Linked DNA regions of Mus musculus: region 1 is linked to region 2. Evidence: chromatin contacts called from public Hi-C data. All regions are on one chromosome and are shown on one strand. The core of a region is the stretch at or near the end of the contact, and the rest is flanking DNA. Distances in the headings are between cores, read along the strand shown.

Region 1 (6,277 bases), core at 1,926-4,425, 55 kb after region 2:
CCAATTGGACGAAGGCAAGAAGTACACAGCCTTGTAGGTTTTTCCCTTTGCAAGGCTCACAAACATCAACCTGACTTCAGGCAGCAGCACAGACAACAAACACTGGCGTGGCCTTCCGTGGTAACACCGATCATGGATATCAGCACAGCATCAGTCTGCAATGGACTAGGGACCCCCAACATAGCCTTCCATAGCAGCAGGAATCCCGGACAACAACATGGCCTCAGGTGGCATCATGGGCCACGCAATCAGTGTGCCCTGGCAGGAGCGGAGCTCATGAACACCCACATGGCTTCAGGTGGTACCATAGACCACTGAGCTTCCTGTGACTTTGGGTGGTCTACTGGCTGGTTGTGTGTGTCAGTTTGACATAAACTAGAGTCATCACAGAGAAAAGAGCCTCAGTCGAGAAAATGCTTCCATAAGAACCAGATGTAGCTGGGCGTGGTGGTGCACGCCTTTAATCCCAGCACTTGGGAGGCAGAGGCAGGCGGATTTCTGAGTTCGAGGCCAGCCTGGTCTACAGAGTGAGTTCCGGGACAGCCAGGGCTACACAGAGAAACCCTGTCTCGAAACAAACAAACAAACAAACAAACAAACAAAGAACCAGATGTAGGACATTTCTCAATTGGTGATCAATGTGGGAGGGCCCAGCCCATGGTAGGTGCTGCCATCCCTGGGCTGGTTGTCCTGGGTTCTGTAAGAAGGCAGGCTGAGAAAGCCAGTAAGCAGCACCCCTCCATGCCTCTGCACCAGCTCCTGCCTCCAGGTTCCAGCCCTGCTTGAGTTCCTGTCCTGAGTTCCTCCAACGATGGAAGAGTAAGCCAAATAAATCCTTTCCTCTCCAACTTGCTTTTTGAACCTGGTATTTCATCACAGCGATAGAAACCTTAAGGCAGGTGGTAACACAGACCACACACATCAGCATGGCCCCCAGATGCAGCAGGGCCATGGTGGCAACACAGACCTCCTGCTGTACACTACGGATATCCACTTTATCTCCAGTGGTAGTATGAGCCGCAGATATTGGCATGGTCTCCAGCAGCAGCCACACCACAGACATCCATATGACCCTTGGCTTCAACATGGCCTGGAGACGAATCAGAGACTATAGACACTAACACAGCCTATGGGGGCAACACAGACTGTGGAGGTCTTTTGAGGATGTCCAATCCAGAAAATGAACCATTTCTCATCTTGGACATTCCTTTGTTCCTCTCACAGCCAGGATGAATGTGTGGCTAGGTAGCCTGTTCAGAGATTGAGTCTAAAAACTCTAAGCTGCTACACAGCTCTCTGTCCTCCATGTCCATGCTGGCTGATCTGAGGCTCTCTGGGCTCTCAACCTTGGTGCTCGTGGCCTGCAGGAAGCACCACTCACTGCCCTCTGCTCTCCTGCCTCCCAGCAGGGAAAGCAGCTGCAGTGGCTCTATGTTGGGCATCCGCCTGTGAGCCTAGGACTGGTCCTGTTCAGTAACGGCACCTGGCTCTGCAGGACTGGCTCTTCCACGTGCTTCAGCAGCTCACTTGCAGATGAAGTAGATGCCGGGGTCAAGCCACTCAAAGTGCTGGATCTGGGCCTAGATGGTCAGCCTATGCCTTCTACCAGCCCAGGGTGCATTTCTTCATTCTTTACTTCTATTTGAACATTTGAATCTAAATATGGTCTCAGGGCTGGAGAGATGGTTCTGTGTTAAGAGCACCTGCTGTTCTTGCAGAAGACCTGGTTTTGGTTCCTGCTACCATATAGCATATGTTCACTGTCTGAATTCTAATTCCAGGGAATATAATATCCTCTTATGGCCCCCTTGGGCACAAGGCTCACACATGGTGCACAGACATATATGCAGGTAAAATACTCATACACAATTGAAAAATAAGTCCTTAAATCAGTTTCCTGCAGATGGTAAGTACATATTGCCTTTTGTGATTCAGTCTGAAATTACCTTTAAATTGTGCTAGTTAGTTCATTTACATCCAATGTTACGAATGCTGTTTTGTGCTTTTTGAGGCAGGGTCTCACTAGGTAGACATATCTATCCTGACACTTGCCAGGCTGGCCTGGAACTCACAGAGATCCAGAGTACTAGGATCAAAGGCACCTGCCACCAAAACCAGACAGCAGAGCTTTTGGCTGGGCATCTCTCCACCCTGACCTTGGGCTTCTTCTTCCTCTTCTTCTTCCTCTTCTTCTTCTTTAGATTTATTTATTTTATGTATATGAGTACACCATTGCTCTCTTCAGACACACCAGAAGAGGGCATCAGATCCAATTACAGATGGTTTTGAGCCACCATGTGGTTGCTGGGAATTGAACTCGGGACCTCTGGAAGAACAGTCCGTGGTCTTAACCACTGAGCCACCTCTCCAGCTCGACCTTGTGCTTCTTATCCTTAAGCCTCTATCTCCTGAAGGCTAGGATTACAGGCACATATCAGGAAGTTTACAAAGAGCTGGGCATCAAGCCTACTGCTCTGTGTATGCTAGGCTGGTACTCTACCAGCAGAGTTACATACGTCTCTTGCCCTAAGTGGAGGTTGGTTAAGTAATTCTTGTTTTCTATATACCAATGTGTGCTTTGACTCCTCTTACTTTTAGCACACACAAAGGTATGTGCTAAATTTCCACAGAAGGAACCTGTGTTGTTCTAAACCAATGCTTTTTCTTTTTTTTTTTTCTAGGTTCTTTCTACAGCCTTTTATTTCCTGTGTATCATAATATTCTGTCTTAACATAGAAAAACAACATGCTTGCTGGGATGAGATGGCCCTGTGAAGCTAGCCAGTTTTGAAAAATAGCAAAGAGTCAGCATGCCTTTAACATGCAGAGTAATAGACAAGCGCACACCTCCTCTCTCTGGCAGGGACAGGAGGCAATATTCCTTTGCTTTGGTCTTCACAGACGTAGGCGAGAGGCAACTAAAAATCGACCTTAGAGTCAAGGCATCCTGACTTAAACTGTTTACCCTGCCCCGCCTTTCCTGTCTTACAGAAATTCTCCAAAAGGTTCTACTGTTGGCTGTCCACAGCCGTCACCTGATCCGAACCTGGCGCTGACCACTGGGTAGCAGCCAGTGGCCTACTCTCCAGAAGCTGTCTGTGTGCTAAGCACTGCTGTCTTGTGCTTCTCTGTCTCCTCTTGTAACTCCCAGGACTGACCATCACACCAAAGACACTGCTGAGGAGACGCTCATCGGAACAGTGCTTACACAAGGTGTGAGCCTGACTGCCAACGCTGCTTACATGAATAAATAAAAATAAGTAACTAAACAAGAGAAGGAAGGAGTCTGACACTGAATACAAACACAAGAGTTTTCCCTCAGGCTCTCAGAACAGCAGCTACAGAAAAATTTAATATTTGTGCTTAAACATTTGACTCCTGGCTCCACTTCCTCCGCTGTGTGGTTTGGAGCACATCACAAAGCCCCTGAGTGTCCTTCTCTGAGTCACCCCCGGAGATTAAGTGAGATCACGTCAATGACTCTTCTACTGGCTCAGGGCTTCCTCTAGGCTATCGTTCTTTCCTATTGACAACATACAAGAAAAACACCTAATTCTCTTGGCACTGTCTTTTTTGTGTAACCATCAGAGGCTTCAGCTATTTAAAACACTTCTCATCTTGGCAATTACTGGGAAGGAGAAATGAGGAAGTAGGACTAGGGATAGAAAGCTGAGGTTATGTGATATTTCAAGAAGGAGAGATTCTATCTGCATTCATTCCCAAGGCGTTCAGAGTTGACAATTTAAATACTACCCTCATTCGGCTGATACTGAGTGTCTTTGATAATAAATAAATTCTAAAAATAAAATTAACTAAACCATCCTGGATTCTAGCGTATGCTCGAAGCTTGAGAGGAGAAGAGCCATTGGCCTGTGTGTTTTCCACTTTTAAGGATCCTTTGAGATGGGAGGGGCAATTATGATTGTCTCCATTTTACAGGGACCTAAAAGTCAGGGATCAAGTGGCTTGCCTGTGGTTACTAAGGAGCTAGTGAGGAAGCTGGAACTTAAGTCAGGTCAATTAACTGCAAATTACAGTCTCAGAGCTGTGGAGATCTTAAAATAAAGTATCTTTTGAGTGGATAAAGGTCACTACACACCTAGATAACACTTCTGAGAAAATACATATCTAATTGATTAGTAAAAAAATCTTATTGTAATAAATACAAATGCATAGATGCAAAAGCTACCATTTGAATAGGAAAGAGAATTGTGCATTTAAGGGAAGACACTCAAATAGTGTGATGGCACATGCCCGTAATCCCAGCATTTGATAAGTGAAGGCAGGAGGATCAGTAGTTCAAGGCCTGGGATGCTTAAGCCTGAGAAAGGGCCTGTATTTTCTTTAATCTTATCTCCTTATAAATAGATATATAGGTGAACAGAGTCATGCCTTTTCTTTACAGTCATTCTTTGTTCAATTTCCCTCTTGTCAAAGGCAACTTCCCCTTGCTCTAATCCTTGGGGTCAGCATTTTTTGTTTTGTTTTTGAGACAGGGTCTCATGCAGCCCCGACAGGCCTTGGACTCACTATGCAGCTACAGCTGGTCTTGAAGAACTTTTCAAGTGCTGAGAACATGGGTTGGCATTGTCATGTCTGGCTGCCAGTCTCTAAATTTTGCAGTACATTTAATTCATTTATTATAGTGTTCCACATGCTGATAGATGCATAAACTCTGTGAGCACTAAGAAAAAAATTTCATAGCTGGGCGGTGGTGGCACATGCCTTTAATCCCAGCACTTGGGAGGTAGAGGCAGACAGATCTCTGTGAGTTCAAGGCCAGCCTGATCTACAGAGCTGGTTCCAGAATAGCCGAGGATACACAGAGAAACCCTGTCTTAAAAAAAAGGCATGTACATAATCCTTATTGATATGTCATAAACATATTTTGATAGATAGCTATTAGAAATAATTTTCTGCCCCATGTGGTAGGACATTCCTTTAGAAAGCAGAGGCCGGTAAATCTCTGTGGCTATAGAGTGAGTTCCAGGCCAGCCAAGGACATTTTCATAAAACTTAACTAGGGAGCTAGAAGGTGACTGCTCTCAATTATCTGCTCCTCCCTTGTGGACAGCATCAGATTTGCTTATTTTTACCATGGCAGTGCTGGGGAAGGAAGGAATCCAGGATTTTGTGGATTCTGAGTGAGCACTCTAACCCTGCAGTATGCCCCAGCCTTAGTGACAGAATTTTTGGTGTGCACGTGGGAATTCTGTGCCAGCCTGCCTTCATTCTCAGTATGTTCAGGTACCGTGAGCAGATAGGATGTATGGAATACATGGATGGTATTCTGCAAGGAAAGGAACGTGCCTTCCTGTTTGCCTTCTCTCTCAGTGGAGCTAGTGTTGATTTTTCATCTTGGGTCACATGGATGAAAAAGCACAGAATGGCTGACACTGGAATTAGACCAATGATGTCATAGCTGTGTATGTCAGAAAAAGCATGAGACCTATGTATCACCTTGGTCTATGTATCACCCTTACATTACAGATGGCTTCTACATGGTTTCTCCCACTGTTATTTAAGTCGTTGTTGATGCTTCCCTGGAGTTGTGGAACGTGGTAGACTTAACCAAACTTCTAGTTAGTTGAATTTCAGGAAGACTTAGAGTTTTTTTTTTCTTTCTGAGATCAAACTACTCTAAGGTGAGACTGAATGGAGACCCCCATCTTCATTTTCTGAAATGTTGCTGACTGGAAGAAAGTTCCAGAACTTGTGCTTTTAGACTGACCAACTTAGTTCCAATTCCCTTATGAAGACAGTGACAATGGCTGTGTAGGAAGTGAAGACAAGTGGTTCCCTGCTGCAGACAGACAGGTGGCGTGGGTCCCTGCTGCAGACAGGTGGTGTCCCTGTGATAGCAAAGAGAACGGAGACCCCAGCATGAGGGCACCTCTATGCTCACATAATGGCACCAATAACACCATGGACAGATGTGATCTAATCTCTCTCCTCACTCTTTCTGCTTTGTTTCTCGGAACAAGTTCTTTCTTCTTGTCTGCCAATTACAGCAAACCTCCAGTGACTTCTACAGAAGCAATACTCAGCATTTCACCAGGGTAGGGATAGAGCTGGCATGGGTGTGAGTGGACAAATGTGGGAAAGCTGACCAGATAATAAGGCTCAGACTCATTTTGGTGAGACATCGAAGAAGGAGCATTAAAGTTACTGATGCCTAGTATGTGCTAAGCCTGAGGTAGAACTTCTGACATTACTGTATTGTTCACATCTTAGAGCTACCACAGGAACTAGGTATCATTAGTCACACTTACTGTCGA
Region 2 (6,302 bases), core at 3,417-5,916:
CCGTAAGAAAGCAGACTGAGCAAATCATGGGGAGCAAGCCAGTAAGCAGCACCCCTCCACGGCTCCTATATCAGCTCCCGCCTCCAAGTCCCTGCCTTCTTTGACTTCATGTCTTGATTTCCTTCAGTGATGAACAGTGATGTGGAAGCCAAATAAACCCTTTTCCCCCACAACTTGCTTTTGGTCATGGTGTTTCATCACAGCAATAGTAACCCTAACTAGGGTAATACTCAACATAGTTGGTATTTATTAAACGAAAATCCCATTAGAGACTAACTCTCTACAAATGAAGGTGCACATGGCTTACACTGCTATAATTTCATGACTTACACATGTCTCATGTTCTGTTGCTTGATTCCTATTTTTCACAATTTTGGAAGTTTTAATTCAATGTACCATTAAGAAAGAGATAGTTAGCACTCGCTGAGGTACATACCTATAATCCCAGTGTGCAGGAAGCAGAAGCGGGAAGATTCTAACAAGTTTTTTGACAGTCTGGTCTACACAGACAGAACCAGACCAAGTAAGTATACATAATGAGAATCTGTCTTTAGACAGAAAGACAGGGGCAGAGGGGCAGAGGGAGGGAGGGAGGGAGGGAGGGAGGGAGGGAGGGAGGGAGGGAGGGAGGGAGGGAGGGAAGGAAGGAGGGAGGGAAGGAGGGAAGAAGGAAGAGAAGGAAAAAAAGGAGAGAGGGAGGATAGGAGAAAAAAAGATACAACTGGGGCAATATTTTTGTCAGCAATGTGCCTGCCATGCAAGATTGACAATCAGACTTCAGTCCCCAATTCCCACATGAAAGGCACGCACCTGAACCCTAGTGTTAAGAAGGTAGAGACATGTGGATCCCTGGAGCTTGCTGGCCAGTCATTCTAGTTGAATTCTCCAGTTCCATGTTCAGTGACAGATAGATAATACAGATAGATAGAAAGATGGATCGATGGATGGATGCATGCATGCATACATGCATGAATGCCAGGCATTGGTGCACACCTTTATTCCCAGCACTCAGGAGGCAGAGGCAGGTTGATCTCTTAAGTTTGAGGTCAGTCTAGTCTACACAGAGAAACCCTGTCTTAAAAAGAAAAAATGGGGCCAGTCAACTGGTAACAGCACTGGCTGACAATCTGATTTTGATCTCTAGAATCCACAAAAAGCCAGATGCCCTGACTCATATCTGTAATCCCAACACTTCTTCAGCAAGCTCGGAGGAAAAAAGAATCACCCCAAAGGGCAAGGGTCGGCTAGACTAAACTACACAGAGCAGACGGTAAGACAAGTAGAAGTGAAAGGAGAGGACTACCTTCCAAAAATCTGCCCTCTGACCTCCACACCCAGGCCTGGCATGCTCACCCGCACTTACACATGCATGCCCGCACACAACAAAGAAGAAAATGTGTTAAATAAGTAAATAAGGTGGAGAGTGCACCACTGGACATCAACCTCTGGCCTACACACATACATACACTAGTACATACATACATACAAGAAAAAAGTTAATAAGCAACTTTCTGCACAGACTGAATGAGAAACCAATGATGTGAACTAAAAAAATGTGTTTACATTAAAGTTGTTTTTTTTAAAGCAATGTTGTAAAAAGTTTTTTTTTTTAAGTTAGATAAAAAGGAATAAAATCCATTGGTGGAGGGTTAGCCATGAATATTTATCAAGACCAATGACTGCTGTGTCCTTGAGGCAAGCACTGCCTAAGGTACAAATACCTGCTTAGAGACAAAAAAACAACCACACACCAATTCATGTGACTGATAAAGTCCTGAAAAAACTAATCCTAAAAACCAAACTGGAGCAAGTGTATATTTAACTCTTCACTATCTTGGTCTCCGAGTTTTTGAAATGGCACCTATGTATTAGGTTATGTAGAGAAGAGTTAAATAAGAAGGCCACTTGGTCCACTACCGGGCACAGAATCAAGGTTCTTCTTTGGAACAGAATTACAGCTCACACTATGTCCACTAAGAAATATTAGATGCAGCAATGGTAACAAATGAGATGAACTAGCTGGACCACCAACGCCCTATATTTTAATCATGAAAGGTACTCTAAATGATGACTGAGGAAAGGACTGCCAGGGGCCCCTCTCAGCCACTCTGCCCATGCTGCTCAAAAGGGTGGATACTGCTGAAAAGGGCATACAAAGGACAGACCTTACCTCTTTGTACACTGTAAGCATGCAAGTATGACGAACCTAACCTTAAAGTCCATATCAGGACCACCCTTCAGCAAACTATTAATAAAAAATTTAGACTTTCTTTAATGATAAAAATCCAAGTGATTCCTGTTGGTCATCCACCCCATCAAACCACACTATAAAGAAGAGGAGTCTGTACCTTCCTGCCAAAGCGTGCTGTATGTCCACACAGAAACAACTAAGGATGGATGATATCACTACAAGATTTCTGTACATCCAAACTACATTAGGTTCAGAAAGAGAAACCAAGATTACATTTTAAAAAATTAGTTTTTTGTGGAAAAGGAATAGATGAATTTGCGTTTCATCTGGAAGCTCACTGTTGAAAGTTCAAACACAAGATCCCCAAAGTAGTAAAGTTGGATGATGGATACCCAGAGATCACTACACTATTCTAATATATATAATATGCATATATTATATATATGTTTCAATAATAGTTTCAAAAATGTGTATATATGTATGTATCTTTCAGTATATCAAAAATCATAATACAATAATAAAGAAATAAAATATAGCTTAAAGTTTTACGCTTCAAAAGTAAGTGCCTATACCTATATCACCTATACCTATTTTGTCATTCTATAATCTGTATTGCAAATAACCGGACTAACAGTAAAAGCCTAATGAAGGAAATAATTAACTGCCGGGAATAAAACAGTCTAACCTCAAAAATATAGAGGTAAAAAGAATGGCTACTAAACAGTTATTACAACTACTGCACATTTATATCTGGCACCTTGTATTATCTTCTAACACTGGTTGAATGAGAGAAAATTATTTTAAAACCAAACTCGGTTTCAACTCTTTTAAGTTTATAAGCAACAGAAAACTAAAGTCTAAAGGCTCCACTAAAACTAATTTCTAAAAATGGAATGGAAAAAGAAAAAAAGAAAGTATCTCATATCCACTTAAAATAAGCCATTGCCCACCATAGTATAATCAACAACTTCCAATGACCAAGTTTGTTTCAATGATAAACACAAATTTACAAAAGTATCAAGCTCACACTGTGGCTGCCTCAGGCCTTTTTCAAATTGACATTCAATTATCACAAGATAACCCTAAACCCACTGCAAAATTCAACCTTGGTTAGTTATTTCTAAAACTAAAAGTAGCCAGAATTTTAAAAATACTAATTTACAAGTTAGCCTATATCAGCACTATGAACATGAATTCTGTATTTAAAACTAACTATAGCAAAACATAACTTAGGCAAAAACTTACATTAGCTCCCAAGTCCAAAAAAAAAAAAGTCATTTATTCAAAATATTAAAGAGAAAAATCGCAGGCTTAAACATACACTCCAAGAGGAAAAAAAAGTTACATCCAAATTCTCCATTGAACACCTGACTACACACACACATGCACACACATACACACACAAATATACTTCCACATCAACACTTGCTTAATTAGCACAAAGGTGATCTGTTCATGTTCATTGAAAACCTGAAGCATCAAATTTTGCATAATTCTCTTTAAACTGAAATACAAGTAATTGCTCCATTTAGGTCAAGTAGAATTTTGTGTCTATCCGTGGAAAAAGCCATTAGATTGAGTGAAGCACATGACCCCAACTTCGTCTTGCTCCCCAACTCACCGAGAAAAGTATATGCTTATAAAATATTGATCTACTTACCAGGTTAAAGACAGTTTCTACAATATCCCTATTGGACACTTCTCCAACTTCAACCAACCCCGTCAGCACGGCGAATTTCATTCTGATGCCCCTGATGGGGAGCCCCGGCTTCAGAGACAGCGCACCCCCTTCCGTAGGGGTTTCTTCTTTCCCTCCACCTCCCCCGTCATCACCTGTTGGTGGCCGGGAAGGGGCACGATTGTCTTCACTAGCCATGACTAGTTCACGAGAAAGGACAAGTCAGAGTCACCCTGGGCCAGCAGTCGCTGCACGGAGAAGAGGCACCAACACACACGCAAACGCTAAACCAAAAAGGGTCTCTGTTCCAACTTGCGGAGAAACCCAAAAAAGCAGGAAAGTCCTTGGTCGTCGCCCTCCTCCTCTTGGAGACTATTTGTCCAATCTCTCTCCCGGAGGCTGACAACAACGCCAAAGCCTATTGGAAGATTAAACATCTGTTAAATAGGGTAGGTCTGTCGTGGGATTTTTTAGGGAGGAGAGGGAAATAGTTACTGTCTGTCAAATAAGTTACTAAGGGCACCCCAAGGGCCAGCCGGCCGGCCGCTCCTCCCGGGCTCCATCGCCCGCTCCGCCGAAGGCGGGTCCTCCAGGCCGGCGAGCAGGCTCACTCCTCCCCCCCCCCCCCCAGCCCGCGCAGGTGGTGGGCGCGGGCAGGTGCACCGCGGGGGACTGTCGCCGGCAGAGGACGGGGGGCCCCTGCGACCACTGAGGTCCAAAGTTCCTCCTCACCCGGAGACTCCGGCCTCGTCCTCACCCCCGCCGGGGCGCAGCGAGACGGAGGTGGCGGCGGAGATCCAGGGCAGGAAAAGGCGGGGGAAGGGGGCGGTGATTCTCCTCAGCGCTCGGCCCAGGGGGAGGAGTGGAGCACCTCGCCCGGGCACCTGAGCTCGGCTGAGGAGAGGAAGGGAGGTGTGTGCTGGGGCGGGAAGGCAGGCCCGACGCGCCTGCGGGGACGGGGACAGGGACCGGGACGGGACCGGGGAGAGAAAGGTCAAGGCACCTGGTCGCAGCCTTCAAGTTTCCCTAGTCCGCTCCCCGGGAGCCCGGCGGCTGCCTAGAACTCCGTGCTTCCCTAGGCCGCCCCACCCCTGCGCTCAGCCCTTGCAAACGCAGCTACTGCAGGCGGGGGCGACGCCGCGGCTCGTGCCGCCGCGGTGGCCGAGGATGCTACTGCCACAGAACGCCGGGCTACGGCGCGCGGGACTACCCCTATGCCTACTGAAGCTGCTCCTCGCCGCCATGACAGCGCCGAGGGCCGCCGGGCGCGGCGTGCGCGTGCGCGAGCGCGAGCGCGCGGGGTGGTGGGGCGGGCGAGCGAGCGAGCGGGCGGGCGCCCTAGCGGAGGCGGCTTAGTAGGGGACGTGCGGGCGGGCCCGGAGAATCGCGGGTGAGTGGCGGAGCAGAGCACGCGCGCTCGCTGGAGGTGCCACGCGGGCGGGAGCGCGCCTCGAGAGCGCGCTGCTCAGGTAGAGCCGCGAGCGGCGCGCTTTTCCCTCGCACTCTTCGCCCAGACTGTGCTTTGGCGACGAACGGGAGGCGGGTGCTGTGCAACAGCAGGTCTCTGAGCGCCGAGGGTACCCGCCCCACGTTGTCAAGGTGTCCTCGTGTTGGACTTGGAGAAGGACACCTGAGGGACTTAGGAGTCGTTGAGGTGGCGGCGCTGGAGCCTCTGGGGAGCAGTCTCCACCCCTGACTGAGCTCAGCTGCTGCCTGCCCGCCCGCGGCGCTAACTGGGAAAGATTTCCACTGGGATGCCCTGGCAGCTGCCGCTGCTCGGAGGGGAGGGACAGCGACTGGGAGGATTCCTTGCCTGGCAGCTGCCGCCCCAGCAAAGCTCTCCCACATTCTAAGGAGTAGAGGATTCATTCCTCAGACAGCTGCTCGGAGCTGTGGAGGCGGGATTCACCGGGGGGGTTGGGGGGGGGCTGGAAATGGGAAAGGGGGTTCCTCTCAATTTCCCAGTGTGGAAGTTAAGTTTGCCTCATTATAGATGCTTTTAAATATATATAAATGAGGATTTGAAGCCAGTACAAATTGTCATAGTCTAATGTTGTCATTCTCTTCACTGCCTCTGATGATGGCAAAGCATTGATCCTGGTGCATTAGTATAAAATAAAATGAACATAGAGGAGGTAGTTGTTCTATTAGTATTCTCTGGGATAAGACTTTAAAGTACTAAAATACTCCCAGGTTCCTAAAAATGACGGGATGAAGTAATCAAAGTACTCTGAAGGAATCCAAAGAAACGTAGATGAGTTTGAGAAATGAAATGGTTCACTTGAAAAGGTATTATTTGAAACATCCTTGAAAAATAGACCGTTTTAGCTGTCACATGGATACTTAAGAGAAGCAACATCAGAAAAGATTCTAGCAACGAAGTGTGTTTAGTTTATTGCACCTTTTTTAAATACTCAAAAGGAAGCTTCTTAA

What was found. Hi-C and Micro-C count contacts between places; a contact is called where the count stands out from the background.
Region 1: a Hi-C map of conventional type 1 dendritic cells shows a contact between it and region 2, with 1.7 times the contacts expected there. The contact joins the enhancer-like site here to the promoter of Lrba in region 2. A contact is called at or near these places in 2 of 39 promoter capture datasets (pre-B cells and trophoblast stem cells), 6 of 484 Hi-C or Micro-C datasets (the G1E-ER4 cell line, bone marrow-derived macrophages, conventional type 1 dendritic cells and 3 more), 5 of 115 datasets of contacts at active chromatin or transcription factors (the SCID.adh cell line, bone marrow-derived macrophages, embryonic stem cells and 1 more) and 3 of 9 other capture datasets (adipose tissue, liver and pancreatic islet).

Annotation. Positions count from the first base shown.
Region 1 is chr3:86,166,424-86,172,700 of GRCm38.p6, reverse strand. No RefSeq gene overlaps it. Among named protein-coding and RNA genes, the nearest start is that of Gm23025, 22 kb to the left of the region's middle. Within about 2 kb of position 3,175, at least 46 of the 459 cell types and tissues checked have an H3K27ac peak or open chromatin away from gene starts, as enhancers often do. A contact at or near this core is called in the G1E-ER4 cell line, bone marrow-derived macrophages and conventional type 1 dendritic cells, where this site is marked.
Region 2 is chr3:86,223,054-86,229,355 of GRCm38.p6, reverse strand. Lrba (LPS-responsive beige-like anchor) reads right to left here and starts at 4,666. Exons shown (of 57, transcript NM_030695.2): 1 at 4,602-4,666; 2 at 3,852-4,287. The coding sequence starts at 4,067.